2 separate regions of the Sus scrofa genome follow, and region 2 is linked to region 1. Evidence: chromatin contacts called from public Hi-C data. All regions are on one chromosome and are shown on one strand. The core of a region is the stretch at or near the end of the contact, and the rest is flanking DNA. Distances in the headings are between cores, read along the strand shown.

What was found. A called contact is a pair of places that touch in the nucleus more often than the background predicts.
Region 2: a Hi-C map of liver shows a contact between it and region 1, with 6 times the contacts expected there. The contact joins the promoter of FRS3 here to the promoter of NFYA in region 1. A contact is called at or near these places in 2 of 47 Hi-C or Micro-C datasets (heart right ventricle and liver) and 1 of 2 datasets of contacts at active chromatin or transcription factors (alveolar macrophages).

Annotation. Positions count from the first base shown.
Region 1 is chr7:36,384,047-36,388,593 of Sscrofa11.1, reverse strand. NFYA (nuclear transcription factor Y subunit alpha) reads right to left here and starts at 1,879. Exons shown (of 10, transcript NM_001243295.1): 1 at 1,765-1,879. OARD1 (O-acetyl-ADP-ribose deacetylase 1) reads left to right here and starts at 2,186. Exons shown (of 6, transcript XM_005665959.3): 1 at 2,186-2,322; 2 at 3,144-3,221; 3 at 3,584-3,728. The coding sequence starts at 3,183.
Region 2 is chr7:36,967,966-36,971,865 of Sscrofa11.1, reverse strand. FRS3 (fibroblast growth factor receptor substrate 3) reads left to right here and starts at 2,189. Exons shown (of 7, transcript XM_005665964.3): 1 at 2,189-2,441.

The DNA of each region.
Region 1 (4,547 bases), core at 630-3,129:
GCTTCTCAAGTCCTGGAAAGGAAATCTCCCTTTCTTCCATCAACATCAGCCACTGCTGTGGAGCAGAACCCCATAAGCCAGAAACTTATTTCTCCAATCCTAGGGAGTTAAAAATGCTCCTGGATTTCTCCTGTCTGGATCGCCACAAAATAACTGCTTCTGAAAAATTCCCTGGCAAGATATACAAGCGTTTTTTTGGTTTGTTTGTTTGTTTTTACCAAATGGGCTTTCCAGCATAAACTCTTCCCCCTCCAACATACAGCAAAGTTTGGAGCGTTGGCACGTGCTTCTTTATGAGCAATGCTCTTCCATTTCTTATCGTCCGAAGAAATCCCATCATCCTTGCCAGTCCAAAGAGTGGCAATGCAGAGCCCTCCGAGGCTGTTGGTAGCTCAACACGTCAGTTGACCACGGAACTGAACTTGGTCCGGTTACAGCACAAAACCGTAAAGTATTAATTACTTGGTCACCTGTCAATCTCCACCAGGCTGGGGAGGTTCCTATCGACCTCCTTACCCACTCTCCTCTCAGCACATACATGGATGCTTGGTACACACCAACTGCTCCATGCTCGGCTGTCAACAGAGATTTTCTCTCACCCTAACGAAAATCCCACAAGACCATTAAGTTTCTATTAACACCAACTGAGAAAACGTCAACATACTAGCAAAAAATCAAACCAAGGGATGGTTGTGGACTGAGCTAATGAGTGAAGCCTGATACATTCAAAGCGACACAGAGAGGTGAAAGAAAAAGGACTGTACTACGTTCCTAAGGGAGCGAGAGTTCACAAGACCAAGCAACAAGAAAAAATGCCAGTGATATAAAAACAAGTTGTGCAGCTTCCGGGAAAAAGAATGCACAGGGCTCGCAATCTTCGAAGACTGAAGTTCCAGGCGCCGAATGGACAGGCCTTACAGCCCGGGCAAGAAAGGCAGACTGCTTGGTTGGGCTCCAAGACGGAGGTGTGCGGTTCTGCCCCGGAGATCCGGGCGGGGAGGAGAGGAAATGACGAGCCTAAAGTGGGTGGTAACGGCGCCTGGCTGGAGACCCGGGCCGAGCTGGGAGGAGGGGCGCAGCCAGACCGGGGAGTGGGCGCACTAACGGATCAAAGGGACGGCGGGGGCGGGCCGGCCCCCCCCTCTCCGCGCCGCACGCAAGGCCCCGTGGCCGGGGCGCGCGTCCTCCCTGGGTCTCCCTCCCGACTCAAGAGGACTGAGATACCCAGACCCGCTTACGGAGAAGTGGGGTGCGCGGGCCCCGCGGGGAGTGATTTCCCTTCCAGGGCTAGAGCGTGGTGAGTGCTAGGGCAGGCTAAAGAGTGAGGCCGAACGACCAGGAGAAAACCGCCGAGGCCCGGGCGCGCGTGTGTGTGTCTGTGTGTATACCTGAGCGTGGGGGCCTTCGTGGCAGTCAAACCCGCCACCCCCGGGCCTGGAGCTTGAGAACCTAGGCCTAAGGGTAGAAACAACCGGGACGCATGGCCAACTGGCCCTGACACCCTGCAAAGGGCTGGACCCCAAGGTGCCTGCTCCCGAGAGCGCCATCCCTGCGCGGGGCAGCCCTCTGCAGGCCTCGGCAGGGAGTACCCCGGAGCGCTTGCAGGCTCCAAGCCGAGGCCGCCAGCAGCCCCGCTCGGTTAGGCTCAGCTCGACTCCCCGGGCTCGACGGGAGCCTGGGCCTCTCCTGAGTGGTCAGCGAGACCCGCCAATCGGGGCGCTGGGGCCGGCTCTGGGCCGCTGGATATTGGCTCCTCACACTCACCGTGCCTCGCTCCCCCGGTTCGCTGCCCGCGCTGATTGGCTCCAGTACCGGACCCCGAAACCCAATCAGAGGCTCCAGCCGCCGCTGCCGCCGCCACTGCCGCTGCCTCGCAAAATGGCGAAGCCGAACAAAGGGGAATCGGGCCTCCCTCCAACTGCCTCCGCGCAGGCGCCTCTGAGACCACGCCCCCTAACCCGAGCTCTGGGCTCGCCCCATCCCCGTTGAGAGAGCACTGCGCAGGCGTACGATGAAGCCACGCCCACTTCCCTAATTAGATTCCTCCCCCGGCCGAAGGAATACGCAGGCGCTCTCTTGACGCGCCGGACCCTTCAACTCAAAACACCGCCCTGAGCACAGGACCACGCAGGCGCTAACCAATTCCTTTGCCAACTGCCCACCCCTTCTATGCGGCCTCTGGAGACACACCCCTGGGACTAATGCGCAAGCGCCGCTCTATCCAACTCGCGGCCGCTATCTCGTTACGCATGCCCGGGCGGCGGCGGGATACTCTACGGAGTTTACCGCCGGAAGTTCGGCGACCAGCACCAAAGAGTGCAGGTCCGGCTAGCTAGCTAGAAGGGCTCGTTTCCGCCCCACTCCCGGGTGGTGGGCGGCCATTTTAGGTGCGTGCAATTAAGGACTGTGGTGGGATTGGCTCTACAAGCGGACTAGTCCGCTGGTCCCCACCTACCAGAGCCCTTCCCCGCGGGGCGGGACCTCCTAACGGCGGACTCCTTTCCAGGTGAAGGGTACCTGGTACGTTGGAGCTTTGAACGAGGCTCCCCGCTCCCTCCCACGGGACCCCGGACAGGCCATTTGGCCTCGCTGATCCGCCCCAGGGTAGGAGAGAGAATGGGAGGCTTCTCTAAACTTCCCCCGTTTCCCCCCAAAGATAGGGGGGAGCTTTCCTTGAGAGGCCGCCTTCTGTTTTCTCGTGCTCGCTCCCGCTGTATACACGCCCGCCCCCGCCCCCGTCCCGTTTGCTCCCTTGTTGCGGCTTAACGGGACCGTAGCCTTGGCCCACCTTTTTGCTTCTGGGCCACACCCAATGCGGAAATACTTTTGGATCGTGCACCGAAAAGGAGACTGCGAATCCGCCTTGCTCCGCGCTGGCTTGGGGAGAGGAGGAGGCGTGTCTTCGGGCCGCCTTTCTCTCCTGGAAAGCGCGAAACGGGAGCGGAGCCCTGCCGCCCCCCAACCCAGGCGTCCGCTTCTCTTTCTTGCCCAGAAGAGTTTTGCATTACTTTTTGAAGGCTGAACGAACTCCCATTCAGCGATAGGTGGGGGGCAGAAAAGTTAGTAAGTGGGTGGTCGGGGCAGTCTGAATGTAATATATTCAGGTTGCCTAAGCATTTTCACTTCCTTTCCCCTTCTTATAGCTGAAGAAACACTTAAATTCTGGAAATAGCGACTCTATCATGGCCGGCAGCCCTAATGAAGATTCAGAAGGAAGCAGAGTGCGTAACAACTATTAACTTATTGGTGAACTGAAATTCAGAGTAATTGAGGTCAAAAGCATAAACACTTTTTAATTAAACCAATAATTGAATTGTCTTTTTTTCTCTCTTCTGTTGATTTCCTTTAGAAAGGCCAATAAAATCCTAGGCAGAGGCCGCTCATCACTTTGTTTTACACATGCTTTAATTCGCTTTAGATAATTTTTTCAATTCTGAGGATTTGTCACTAAATCAAAAGGAGGAAGCGGGGAGAAGTGGTGGTGGGCACAGTAAAGGAAAATAAATAGCTTAGTCTTTTTCTGTAGCTTCGTCTTTTTTTTTGGTATCTAATAAAACATTTTCTTTCCCTTTGCACATTTTAGATTACTTATGTGAAAGGAGACCTTTTCGCATGCCCCAAGACAGACTCTTTAGCGCACTGCATCAGTGAGGATTGTCGAATGGGCGCTGGGATAGCTGTCCTCTTCAAGAAGAAATTTGGAGGGGTGCAGGAACTGTTAAGTCAACGTGAGTTCTGAGAAGAGCTCCAACTCATCTGCCCTGGCTAGAGCATCTTTTGACCTCCTGTTGTACTTGATTATGAAACAAGATATACCCGTATGGGTGGGATTCCAAACCACTGAGTCCTTTTAACCGTGAAGATTAGGTTTTTCTTCATAAAAAAACGGCCTCTAGTTTGGATCCTTTTCCTACCAAATCTGAGTTTTTGTAAAAGTCTTTAATTTCTTCCTAAATCTGTCTTGATAATAACTGCTTCTCTGAAACCTTTCATAACTGAAGTGCTTTAACCAAGTCCATGGGTATTAATTTGGCACTCAAGATCTTCTTTACCCGTATTGTACTTATTCTTCAAAGAGGAGTCTAGAAAGTTCCTTACAGATCCCTTCCATCACTTTCTACCAATGATTTTAAACCAGACATGTGTATTAGAATCACTTGTGGAGCTTCTGAAACAGTTGCTTAGACCACAGTCCAGGCTTACTGAATCCGAGTCTCCGCTGGTGATTCTGATGCCAGTCTTTAAAAAATCAGTTTCTTACTGCTTTGTATTTATTTGTAAACATGACACTTTCTCTTGATTGAATAGTCTTTAATAATTAAGGACTTTTTAATACATCCGTGTTCCCCATGATGCTTAGTTACTTAACACATGAGCTCTTTGTATGTAAAAAGATTATTGAATGAACACACATTTGACACGTAAAAAATGCTGTACATTTGAAAATACTTCAAGGCAGTAGACAAATTTTGTAAATGAATGAGGGTAGATATATTTACAGATATAGCAGGAGCAAAGATAGGGTGTGAAGAAAACATGATTGAGGA
Region 2 (3,900 bases), core at 940-3,439, 580 kb before region 1:
TTGGGCCAGGAGAAGGACCACTTCACCGGGAGACTCTGCTCAGCTTCTCCAGCCCATACCAGCTTTCCTCCCCTGAGCTCCAGAAATAAGCACAGTGGGGGCCCCAAGATTTAACAACTAATGTTTCTCTTTGCTCGCTGGGCTCTCTCAGCACCTCGTCTAGTCTATGTGCTCCTCGAGAACAGAGGAAAATCTTGCACTTCCATCTTCTATCTCTAGTGGCCCTTTTGTTGAGTAATTCTAAGAGCATCTCTTCAGGCCTCCTCTGGGTAAGCCCTGGTATGGCCACAGGATCTTGAGGATGGGAGGTGAAGTACAAAAGGGATGGTCCCTGCCCTCAAGGTGCTTAGTCTACTGGGTAAGACAGAGATGAAACCAGGCAGGATGGGGCCAGGGTTCTGGGCAGATAGACACAGCACCCTAGGAAGGAAAATAACGAAAGCAAGCTTTTCTAGAATGTTTACTCTGTGCCAGGGACTATCCTAGCATGTTACATAATACAATCCATCTTCACAACAATTGTATGAGGTAGTTTCTATGATCCCACATTACGGTTGAAACAAACTGAGGTTACTTAACTTGCCCAAAGTCGCATTAGAAGGCTAAGGGAAGCTTTAGAGGAGGAGGTTACCTTCGAGAGCAGGGATGGATTCTGCCAGCAGCTGGGCACAGAAGGGCATCACCCTGGCCCCTGTAAGACCCAGCTTTGGGGCTGGGAACAGGGCTTGGACTGAAACAATTATACGGCTTCCCAGACCTGAGCTCCCACCCTCTGCTATCCTTCCCTGCTTCCTGGCTCCGCACCCATCTGCTTCCTGCCCGTTCTGTCCCCCAGCTCAGGTTTCCTGTGGAAAGCAGCCAGGATGGGCTGCTCACACTCGGGGCCAGGAGTAGCCACTTCCTCAAGCAGCACTACCCGCTGGGGAGGGGGTGATCACAGGAAGGGGGCGCTTCCGGGGCCCCAAAGGAGACTTGCACCCTCCCTTCCAAGTTAATTCTTGTTTGCATGAAATCGTCCCACACAGAGACAATGCTCAAAAATCAGTCCTTGCCCCTGACCCTTCATCCCCTCGGCCCAGGACCACATAACATCACCTCTACTTAGCGGGGGCCCCACCTTACCCCCACCTTACTAACATGCTGGATCCTTCGAGAATTTCCTCCTCCCCTCCCCCACACAAGGGACTGAATACTTTCTCCTGCCCCCGCGCAAGTGTACCCGGGCTCAGGAGTTCGACCTTCCCAACCCACCCCTGAAGGGCTAAGTCTAGGGATTGGGGGTCGCGGGTGGGAAGGTTTCCCAGGACAGTGAGAGGAAGACAGGGAAGAGAAGTGTCAGGTTCCGCCAAGTGCCCTCTCGACAGATCCCCAAAGTTTTTTCTTGGGCTTCGCGGGGCCCACCTTCGAAGCGGGGCGCAGTGTTGTCCTGGAGTCAGCGGGGGTCCCAGTGTGTCTGCTCGGAGTTTAAGAGAAGGAACGGGACTCTGCTGGGGTCTCACCCTCGCTACGCGCCGGTGTCCGGGCCGCTCTGGACTGGACAGACCCCGCCGTCGGGCCCCTCAGCCGGTCCCCACCCCGAGGCCCCAGCGCCGGCCTCTGCCCGCCCGCGGAGAGCGGCCCTTCCTCTCCCACGCCCCCCTCCGCTCGCGGGCCCTGCCCAGGAGCTGGTAGAGCCCGGCGGCTCTGGGAGGGGCCTAGGCCGGGAGGGGCCTAGAGCTGCAGACTAAAGGAAAGCATTTGTAGGGCTCTCGGGTGGAAAGTGAGCAGGCTTCACTGCCGCCATGCCCATGGGATTAGCGCTGGAATCGCTTCCCTGCAGATGCTGAGCAGACACCGGGAGTCACCGTTTAGCCGGGTCCTCAAGCACTTGCGGAACGCAACGCCCTTCGGAACCTGCAGGTCCCCCCGCCAAGACTCTCCTTCTGGTGTCCTAGTCCCGCCTCTGTCTGTGTGTCCCACCCCCATCTAGATCCCTCCCCCTTGTCCCAGCTCCTTTCCGGGTCCCTGGTCCTGACCTCCTCCTTTCCATCCCTTTAGGCTCCCCCCACTGCCCCCCCCCCCCGCGCCTCCCGCCAGTCTAGCGATCCTGGGAGTGGAAATCTTTGGTCCCACTTCTGGACCCCCTCAGCCCCGCCCTATCCCCGCCCCCGCCCCAGGCTCCGCCCCGCCCCTGCCAGGCTCTCTCAGCCTCTGGCCCGGAGCGCCCTCTGGCGTCTGCGCATGCTCCTTGCTCCCGACTGCAAAGTCCTCCAAAGAGACCTTCTAGGCTGCGCGCCGGTCGCCCCCAATCGGGTCCGCCCGCCCGCAGCGTCTCGTTGGTGCTGCCGGTGACCTCCGACCCCGCGGCTGCGGGGCGGGGAGGCCTCAGCTCCGGGCGGGCGGCGGCTGTCTGCAGCGGGACCCGGGAGCGGGGCCCGGCGCCGCCCGGGCCGCGGGGCGATGTGAGTCGGGGCGCGGCGGGGCGGGGACAAGGCGGCTCCACCGAGGCCGCGCCGCGCCGCACCGCAGTCTCCGCTCCCTCCCGAGGAAGCCCCTGGCGGGCGGGCGGTGGAGCCCGGGCTGGGGGGCGGGGATCTAGGGACGACGCGCGGCCCCGACCTCCCCTATTCCTTCTCGGGATCTAGAAATTCCCCTGTCAACCCTGTCACCTAAATCTGCCTCTAATCCCCCGGATCCACCCCACCCCCACCCTCTGGATACACCTTCGCGTGTCCTGGACCTTCAGAACCCCCTCACTCCTGCGAATTCCCCTGGTATGCCCACAGAAACCACCATTCTCTCCTGGATACCACCAGATGTTTCCACCGCCCTGAAATTCCTGAGTCTTCATATTCCCTCATTCTCCTTGCACTGTGCTCAAATCCAAAAAAATTTGCCCACGTTTCCCCAATCCCTCTCATACATTTTGAATCCCCAATAACCTCATACTCCCACCCCCAATCCACCCCATCTCAGACCAGAGCCGTCTCCTGCCTCTCCACCCCATGTAGCCCCCCCCCCATTGGGCTGTCATGCTATATCCTGGTATCTTAAAGAGAATTGAAGGGGACAGGAAAAGGTGCAGCGCCCTCCCCCATCTTGCACCCTGCAGCTCCTGGTTTCACCCCCAGACTCCCTCTTGGTGGCTCAAGCCTCAATATTTACCCAGCTGCCTGTTCTAGTCCTTGCACACCTTCCTCATCCTGCTGCCCCCCTCCAGGAAGTAAGCCAAACCAAGAGGGTGGGAGCCCTTTTACCTGGGAAGTTGTCCAAGGATGCTGAGCAACAAAGGGTCCTGGGAAATGACATTGCTTTTCTAGAGCAGGAGGGTGGGATTTCAGGGATTTCCTGGGTCCTGGCTTGTCAACTAGTCCACCTAGGGCTCAGATTACTGAAGTTTTGGTTGGTTGGCAGCATTTATGTTAAATTTCCAGCCTTTCAGAACTTGGAGAACAGAAAAATCTATCAAGCGTCCGAATGTGAGATCGTAGGAGCTTGTCCTGGAAGAGGAAAATGTTGATTTTAGTGATGTTTGTCCTCCCTACTAACCTCTAGAGGTTATTGAAGCTAGAAGCTCTGCAGCTGACAGCTGTTTCCCTTCAAAACTCAGGCCTTGGGGTGGGAGTTGGGGGAGTGGAGGATCAACCTGGCAGACTCCCAGATATAAGTTAGCAACAGAAAAGACGGGACTATTGGGTTCCTGACTCTTAAGCCATTGCTTTTCCAGTATATCTTAGTGTCCTTTTGAGAAAGCTCTCTGCAGAGTTCAAGTTCTCTGCAAAGGTAAGGTGGTGATCTTGGTTGTAATAGGATTCAGATGGACATGTGACTTAAAAATGCCCTGGGCTGCCTTAGACTCACTGATGCCAGAGGGGGCCTCTCAGGGTCTATGGGGCTTGGAGTTCATGGTCCCTTTGCCTT